Linked DNA regions of Mus musculus: region 2 is linked to region 1. The links are chromatin contacts, called in public HiChIP or PLAC-seq maps. All regions are on one chromosome and are shown on one strand. Each heading gives the region's core, a stretch centred on a gene start, on an enhancer-like site or on the middle of the called end of the contact. The rest is flanking DNA. Distances are from core to core; before and after follow the strand shown. Region 1 has its middle 39 kb from the start of Gm46017. Region 2 overlaps Akap13 (A kinase (PRKA) anchor protein 13).

Region 1 (3,762 bases), core at 163-2,662:
GGGAGGCAGAGGCAGGCAGATTTCTGAGTTCGAGGCCAGCCTGGTCTACAAAGTGAGTTCCAGGACAGCCAGGGCTACACAGAGAAACCCTGTCTCGAAAAACAAAAAAAAAAAAAGAAAGAAAGAAAGAAAGAAAGAAAGAAAGAAAGAAAGAAAGAAAGAAAGAAAGAAAGAAAGAAAGAAAGAAAGAGAGAGAGAAATATCAATCTAAAGAGACCCGGGAAGATGGCCTAGTGGTTAAGAGCACCCGCTGCCCTTCCAGAAGACCTGGGTTTGGTTCCAAGCAGCCACATGGTAGATCACAAACCCAGTTTCAGGGGATCCAGCTTTCTCCTCTAACCTCCCTTGGCATGAGGTGTACACACACGCACACACACACACACACACACACACACACACACACATGTGTGCGCACGTGCACAAGCAGAACATCCATACAAGTCATGTATGGATGTTTAAAAAACAAGTCATTTTTTAAAAAGCCAACTAAGGAAGCAGAACATCTGATGGAATTTAGAAAGACGAGTAGGTAAAATTGAAAAGGGTAGACATACAATAGAACTGAGCAGCTCTTCTCTACCTTATCCAATACCACCGGTTCATAGACTGGGGCAATTACACACACACACACACACACACACACACACACACCACACACCACACACCACACACCACACACCACACACCACACACCACACACCACACACACATACACACACACGCACGCACGCACGCACGCTGACATCTGCGCCATGTTTGTATTTTTGGTAGTCACAACTTAGAGGTGTTACCAACATTTTGTAGATAGAGTCCATGGACGATGCTAAGCATTCCGTAAAGCGTAGGATACCCAGCCTTCTCTACAGGAAATACTATGCAGCCCCCAATGTCAATGGTGCTTCGATAAAGAAGTCCTGTTTGAGTTAATAAACACAGGTAAAGGAGTTAGGGGTTTATACTTCCTGCAGATGCACATGTGCGCCACCTCTCTTGTCACGTTGGGAAAAGAAAGCCAAGACCTAGAGATAACCAAAGTCTGGCTTGGCTGTTTCCCGGTGCCCACACACAGACTTCGGAGGTCACATCTGGCTACTGTACCCTTGTTTCCTTCAGCTCAGGACACCTGAAGAAGCATCTGCTACCCACAAATCCTGTCTCCGCTAGGCTTTTGGCTGGCTTTCTCGGTTTGTCTCCAACCCAGGAAAGACAAAAGACATTTACAAGAAACGGAAAAGTGCATTGGAAAGAGCTGGCCAACATCAACCAGCAAAACTCCTGCCCCTGCCCTCAGCAGCGGCCCCACCTTCAGCAGGACCCGCCCACAGCAGCCAGACTGGTTTTCACTGCTGGCAGTCCCTGTTCTCAGAACCTTTTTGTCCTTGGTTTTAAATGACCTCATCCTCGACGTGCAGAATCTAGAACAGCACAGCTGTCACTAGCTGGCATCTCCTTAGAATTGTAGCGTCTCAGCCCCACCCCTTGACTCAAATCTCTTCATTTTACCAAGATCTTCGAGTGATTCAGAGGCAAAGCTCACTGATAGGGTTTATGAGTCAAGATAAAACTTCAAAGTGGGCAGCTGAAGACAGAAGCAAAGTTAATCATGTAACATGATATACAGTTTCTCTAAGAGATGTAGGCTGTGGATGGTAGCCTGCACTGTAGAAATGTAAAGGAATGTGTAGAAAAGGGGGGTGTAAATGTCATGTAAAAAGACACTTTTAAATGTTCCAAAGGGGTTCACTGTACCCAGCAGCTGAACAGCAACATAAGAGATGAGGTCTGTCTCTATAGCCCAGGATGACCTTGAACTTACAGCAATCCCCCAGCCTCAGCCTCTAAAAGGAACCATCACCTTAGCTTATTTTTTAAAATAGAAAACAAAAATGTTATCTCCCATTAAATGAGAAAAACTGATCTAATCAATATCCCCAATACAGCAATTCAAATATCAACTATCAATATCCCCAATATCAATTTTTATAAGAAAACAAAAAGTATATGTCTCACAATGTAGTCTGGGCTGCCCTAAAACTAGCTATACTAGGCTGGCCTCAAACTCATAAAGAGCTGCCTACCTCTGCTTCCTGAGTGCTGTGATTAGAGGCATGTACTACCAAGCCTGCCTAATACACACACACACACACACAGAGAGAGAGAGAGAGAGAGAGAGAGAGAGAGAGAGAGAGAGAGAGAGAGAGAGAGAGAGAGATTATTTTTAAAATAACTTAGGAAACAAGTTAAGGTAGATGACGCAGTTCCAACTTCAGGTTCACTTTCAGCGCATCCAAATTGGCTTGGTTTGATTCATCCAACAAACATCAGTGCCCTGGTTTATGCAGAGTTACAAACTGCAAGGAATGTAGCCACCCACACAGCAGCCAGTGTAGAATAGAAGCTTTGGGCTTTAGGATTGCAGCTAAGAAGGAAGGGAGAAAGGAAAGGAAAGGAAAGGAAAGGAAAGGAAAGGAAAAAGAAAGAAAGAAAGAAAGAAAGAAAGAAAGAAAGAAAGAAAGAAAGAAAGAAAGAAGAAGAAGGAGGAAGGGAGGGAGGGAGAGAGAGAAAGAAGAAGGAGGAGGAGGGGAGGGAGGGAGGGAGGGAGAAAGGAAGGAAGGAAGGAAGGAAGGAAGGAAGGAAGGAAAGAAGGAGGAAGACAAGCAGATAGAAAGATAAGATTCCGGGTCAGGTCTTGATTCTGGACTCACAGTCCAGAACACAGGCTCAGCTTGACTTGAGTACTTACTGACCTAGCCATGGCTCATGGTGAAACATTTTGTTTATTTCTGAGGCGGAGTCTTGCTATGTAGCTGTATCTCAAACCTTGAACTCGAAATCCCCCTGCATCTGCTTCCCAAATGCGGGACTTACAGGCCAGCACCACACATGGCTCTGGTAAAGGCTTCACAGAATAATGTCACCCGGTCTTGCCATCCCATTTGTGACTCAACAGCTCTCTCTGGCCTTCTCAAAAGGAGCAAGTTCCAGTTCCTAAGGCTCCCAGAGTTCTGACGCATATCTAGAAACAGCCACTAGAGGCTGCCCTTGGTTCCCTCACCCAGGACCTAGAAGGCCTGTACATGTCTGGGGGAGGGCTTTGTTCAACCCTGAACACTCTGTTCTGTCCTAACATCCCCACACTCTTCTGGGAGAAATCAACCAACAGGGAAATAAAACAGAGGTTTCTAGAAGCTGCCCCACCTACAAAAGGAGTTCAAAGGCCATTGAACTTTCAAGCTCAGGGAACATTCTGAGCTGTGGGGGGAGGACTCAAGTGTCGGGAGCAGAACTGACTCCTGAAATATGTCTGGAGAAATGTGAGCCAGTAAATCACAGTCCTGCCCAGGGTGGGGACCTAGGCACTTGTCTAAGGAAGGGAAATGGCCTGGCAATGTTAGTGAGCCACCCCACACCCCACCCCACCCTCCCACACTCACAGCTTAGGGCCCATCTTCCCTGATTTCAAAACTTGGACTAACAACTGTTTAAAAGCTTGACCAAGGAAAGCTGATAACAGTAGCAGAGTCAGGATGATTCTTTGATGTGAATTATAAACAGATCATGCAGTCACACAATCACATTATTCAAAACTCAAAAGAATATAGACAGAGGAGAAGCTGGGGAGATGACTCCACCATTAAGAGCGTTTGTAACTCCTGTAGAGGACCTGGTTTCATACAGGGGACCCACAAGGTGACTCACAGATATTAGTAACTCTAGTTCCAAGAGGATCTGATGGCTCCTTCTGGATTCTTTCAGTACTAT
Region 2 (3,837 bases), core at 968-3,467, 240 kb after region 1:
CCCCACCCAGAGCATTTGTTCTCTGAGAAGAAACAGATTAGCAAGGACAGTTTTAAATTGTCCTTAATATGCTTGTATGTGTAGAAAAGAGAAAAATCTAGATTTCTAGAACAACAAAAAAAAAACAGACAAAAAAGGCTAATATATTTATTTCAAACAGTCCTCTGGTGTCATTCAGAAAATTATAATGGTTTTGAAACATTTCTCTGATTATGTAAAGTTTCCAAGGACAAAGTCCATGGGTTTTATTTCTTTGTTTGCCTCTTCTGCAGGGCATAGAATGTCTATTGAATGGATATGGATCATCTTTAGTTTGATCGAGTTGGTACAGAAAGACTTTACAGTGACCAGAGCATCTCTGGTTCTCTAGAGAGATGCTTGGGAACTTGCAAGCAGGAAACATTTGATTCTAATTAGAACAGAAGGGAGAGGCAGTGAGGAGCAAACCATTTGAGAACAGAGGGGAGACAGCTTTGTGTTCATTGGGAAGAGGGGATTCTAAATTATAGCTTGGTGAAAGTTGATCCATAAAATATAATAGGCAGCCAGATTTTTTGTACACTTAAGCCTGCCCCTCCTGGACCTTTGGACCTATGCCCTTAAACCACATGATATCAAAGTTCTTGTATGCTCCTGCACAGAGTCCCGTGCTTTTTTGGTTAGCTTAAGCAAGAATTTTATTTACAACTTCATCTCTTCAATTGTCTTGTGTCTACTGTGTCTAGCATCCTCTGTACTGAAAAGCATCATGTGCTTACTGTCTACGGTGCCGGTGTGAGCGAGGCTTGCTCTCTAGAGCACCAGAAAGAGGACATTGTCCACCTTCATGCTTTTAATGGACCTGTGGTGGGATCAGGATGAGGCTTGTGTTAGAGGGAGCTGAGACAGTGGTGTTTGGGTAGACAGATGGGTAAGTGAAGAACTGGCCACCTTACCTGGGTTTGCTCCGTTGCTTTCTCCTAAGCAGACTAGCCTCCTTAAACACCTGGCCTGAGGAAATGGTGACTCATTAGACCTTCGTTACCCTTTCACAGCTTCAAAAAGAAAACACCTTTCACCAACTTTGCTTGCATTATTGAGAGAAACTGTAGTATTTAGTCCCTTCACTTCCTTTCTGTTGTGGTGTTTAAGGTTGTACACTCACATTCTCCAAATCCGTGTAAGGGGCTGCACTCTGTCCCCTTAGAGAGAACGTAGGACTGCTTCTCCCGGAAAGCATTAGAATGCTGTTTCCCTTGTTTGGTGTTGCTTTTGGCACAGAGTCTCTTTATATAACCCTGTCTGTCATGGAACTCATGTCATGGATCAGGCTATCCTCGAACTCACAGAGGTCTGCCTGCTCTGTCTCCATAGTGCTGGGATTAAAGGCATGTCCGTACCTAGCCCACTGTGGGTTTATTTTAGGGTTTTGTTTTAACCCCCTTTTCTATTCTTTCACCTCTCTTTTCTGCTTTTTGCTTCCTTGATTCCTCTTCCTCTTTACCCCTCCAATGTTTATTACAGTCCCCAGTGTCTAAAAATGAACGACTGTGTCTGCTCCTGAGGCATAGGAGACTGGCAACTGGAGAGGTCTGGAGAAGCAAGAAAACAGGCAAATGAAGTCACATAGTCCCATGATTGAGAGGTGTGACAGGCAAGGCGGTCTCAGCCACGTGACTCTTCTTAGTCCCAAGAGTCCTAAGAGACATGCGTACATTCATCCTATGCCATCTCTTTAACTTTCTTTAGAACTTTCTCAGACCCCAGATGAGACAAAACCTTAACTTGTGATGACTTCTAACCCTTGCCAGACATTTTTGTAGCTAATTCTACATCCTAGAGACATAACTCTGAAATATTTGGCTAACATTTTTCTGATATTAAATCATTCCTTTGCATTCTGCAGGGAGATGCTGTATACGCCTTGGCTGGATTCAGGGTCTCTGTGTCTTTCCTGAATGCCAAGGCTGTAGTACAGACTAGTAGTGTTTAGTATAACACCGCCTTTCTTTATTAGCATACTACTGGCATCAAAGGGACTGAGGTCGTTCCTTGCGGTGTCTGACAGAGCCTTTTTCACTGGGGACTTGTAAGGAGGAGGAGGAGCAGGAGGAAGCCTGTTGGAAAAGGAAGCCTTGTTTTTTCTCTTAGTCTGTAGATGATTCATGTTCCCACCACTGCAATTAGGTTTCCAAACCTCCAAGGCTGCTGGTGCAGGTCTGAAAGGGCAAGTAATGACGATCTTGAGAGAGCAGGGTAAAGGGTGTGGAGGCTGCGGAGGGAGGGACTGGCTAGCTAGCGGCAGCCAGCTAGGGAGGGAGGGAGGGAGGACATCTGGGGGAGTGGTCTATTTTCCTTGTACTCGGCCGGCTGGCTGTCCTTAGATATTTTCAACTTAAGTCAAAATCCAGCCCTGCTGCTGAAGAGCTGGAGACTGGCTAAAAAAGTGGATACTCTAGAAAATACCTCCAGATTTTTTTTCTCCCCCCCCCCCCCCCCGCCTCCATATAGGTTTCTTGCCTTTGTTGTTTTAAGGAATTCTCTCGTGCCATCACTTTGAAATAGCCACCTTCCTTTTAAAAAAAAAAAAAAAAACCTTTGTCTTCGTGGCTAAGTGCTTACTGGCTCTGGGTTTTCTGCATACATGTGCCAACCATTATGCTTAGCCAGTTCGTCCTTAATTTTTCTACTGGAGTTCTCGGCAGTGATGGAAAAGATCTGTGCTTCTCTTTCAGTCAAGATCTGCACAGCAGCGATCTTACTGCAGACTGCTTTTATTATGAATTATAAACTCGTCTCCGTGCTCTGAAGTTGCCAGAAAGTTCCCACTTAGTTCACAGATTTGGAGTCTGCTTTTTTTTTTTTTTTTTTTTTTTCCTTAACCCGAGAGTTTTCTATATAGAGGAATCTGGAAGCAGAAGTCTCCTCCCGCCCACTGTGAGAATTTGGAATTTCGGACCTGTGTGAGCACATTGGTCCCTGGATTCAGCAGATATCCGTCTACATTTTGTCTCTTCTTTTCTGCATCTGTACAAAATGTATGAGCGGCACAAAAGGCGCTATAGCCTGTGTGACATCTCCAAGGTGGACAGGACTGTCGATGTGGTGTTGCTGAAGGTAAGAAGGGGCCACACCTCATACAGTTTCAACATCTCAGGAAGACTTCTCTCTGTACCCTTACTGCCCGGTCTTGATCCTTCCTAAACTAGGATGAAGTGTGAGAAAGCCTGAGCTAACAGTGACAGAAGATCAAGGGGGTGGGGGGGTGGGGGATTTAAAGTTCTTTAAAGGCATGTCTGAACAGAGACTGTGTCTGTGTGTGTGTGTGTGTGTGTGTGTGTGTGTGTGTGTGTGTGTGTGAGAGAGAGAGAGAGAGAGAAAATGAATCTGCAACAAAGCACTTATTACTAAAATAAAATTTTACTTGTTCTAAGTAGAATCTAAATAATCACAAAGGAGGAATTCATTCTCAGAGCTGCCCTTTTGCTAGATGCCTCTGTTTTTCTGTTGCTTGCCCCATCCCCACACCTCAATTCCACCTCTCTTTCTCTGTGAGCTTCCTTTTCTGTCCGTCTCTTTGTCCCTTTGTCTGTGTAGGTCTTTGGTCTTTCCTATCCATCTGCTCTTCTCCTGTCTCTCAGTCTTAGTTTTCCAGGGAAACAAGAAGTCAGGATTCTGTTGGTACTGTCTCTAGTTGACTCTTTTCCTGCCTTAGCTTCTGACCAGTGATGAGCTGCATTTACATTTGTTTGATTTCACATCGTTAGTAAGGTTGGGTGTCTAAGCGGAAGGGGGCGGAGACTCTGAACTGGCTAATTGTTCACAGAAGACATCCTTGAATCTAAAATTAGTAAGGAC

Evidence for each region. HiChIP or PLAC-seq counts read pairs in DNA pulled down with a chosen protein or histone mark.
Region 2: an H3K27ac HiChIP or PLAC-seq map of embryonic fibroblasts shows a contact between it and region 1, with 19 read pairs. The contact joins two enhancer-like sites. A contact is called at or near these places in 2 of 15 datasets of contacts at CTCF or cohesin (the NIH/3T3 cell line and large pre-B cells), 9 of 484 Hi-C or Micro-C datasets (embryonic fibroblasts, muscle stem cells, nephron progenitors and 2 more), 7 of 115 datasets of contacts at active chromatin or transcription factors (the 230-238 cell line, the NIH/3T3 cell line, embryonic fibroblasts and 4 more) and 3 of 9 other capture datasets (adipose tissue, liver and pancreatic islet).

The regions. Positions count from the first base shown.
Region 1 is chr7:75,396,334-75,400,095 of GRCm38.p6, forward strand. No RefSeq gene overlaps it. Among named protein-coding and RNA genes, the nearest start is that of Gm46017, 39 kb to the right of the region's middle. Within about 2 kb of position 1,413, at least 90 of the 459 cell types and tissues checked have an H3K27ac peak or open chromatin away from gene starts, as enhancers often do. A contact at or near this core is called in the NIH/3T3 cell line, adipose tissue, embryonic fibroblasts and 3 more, where this site is marked.
Region 2 is chr7:75,640,369-75,644,205 of GRCm38.p6, forward strand. All of the region lies in intron 8 of Akap13 (A kinase (PRKA) anchor protein 13), which reads left to right. Among named protein-coding and RNA genes, the nearest start is that of AU020206, 140 kb to the right of the region's middle. Within about 2 kb of position 2,218, at least 228 of the 459 cell types and tissues checked have an H3K27ac peak or open chromatin away from gene starts, as enhancers often do. A contact at or near this core is called in the NIH/3T3 cell line, adipose tissue, embryonic fibroblasts and 3 more, where this site is marked.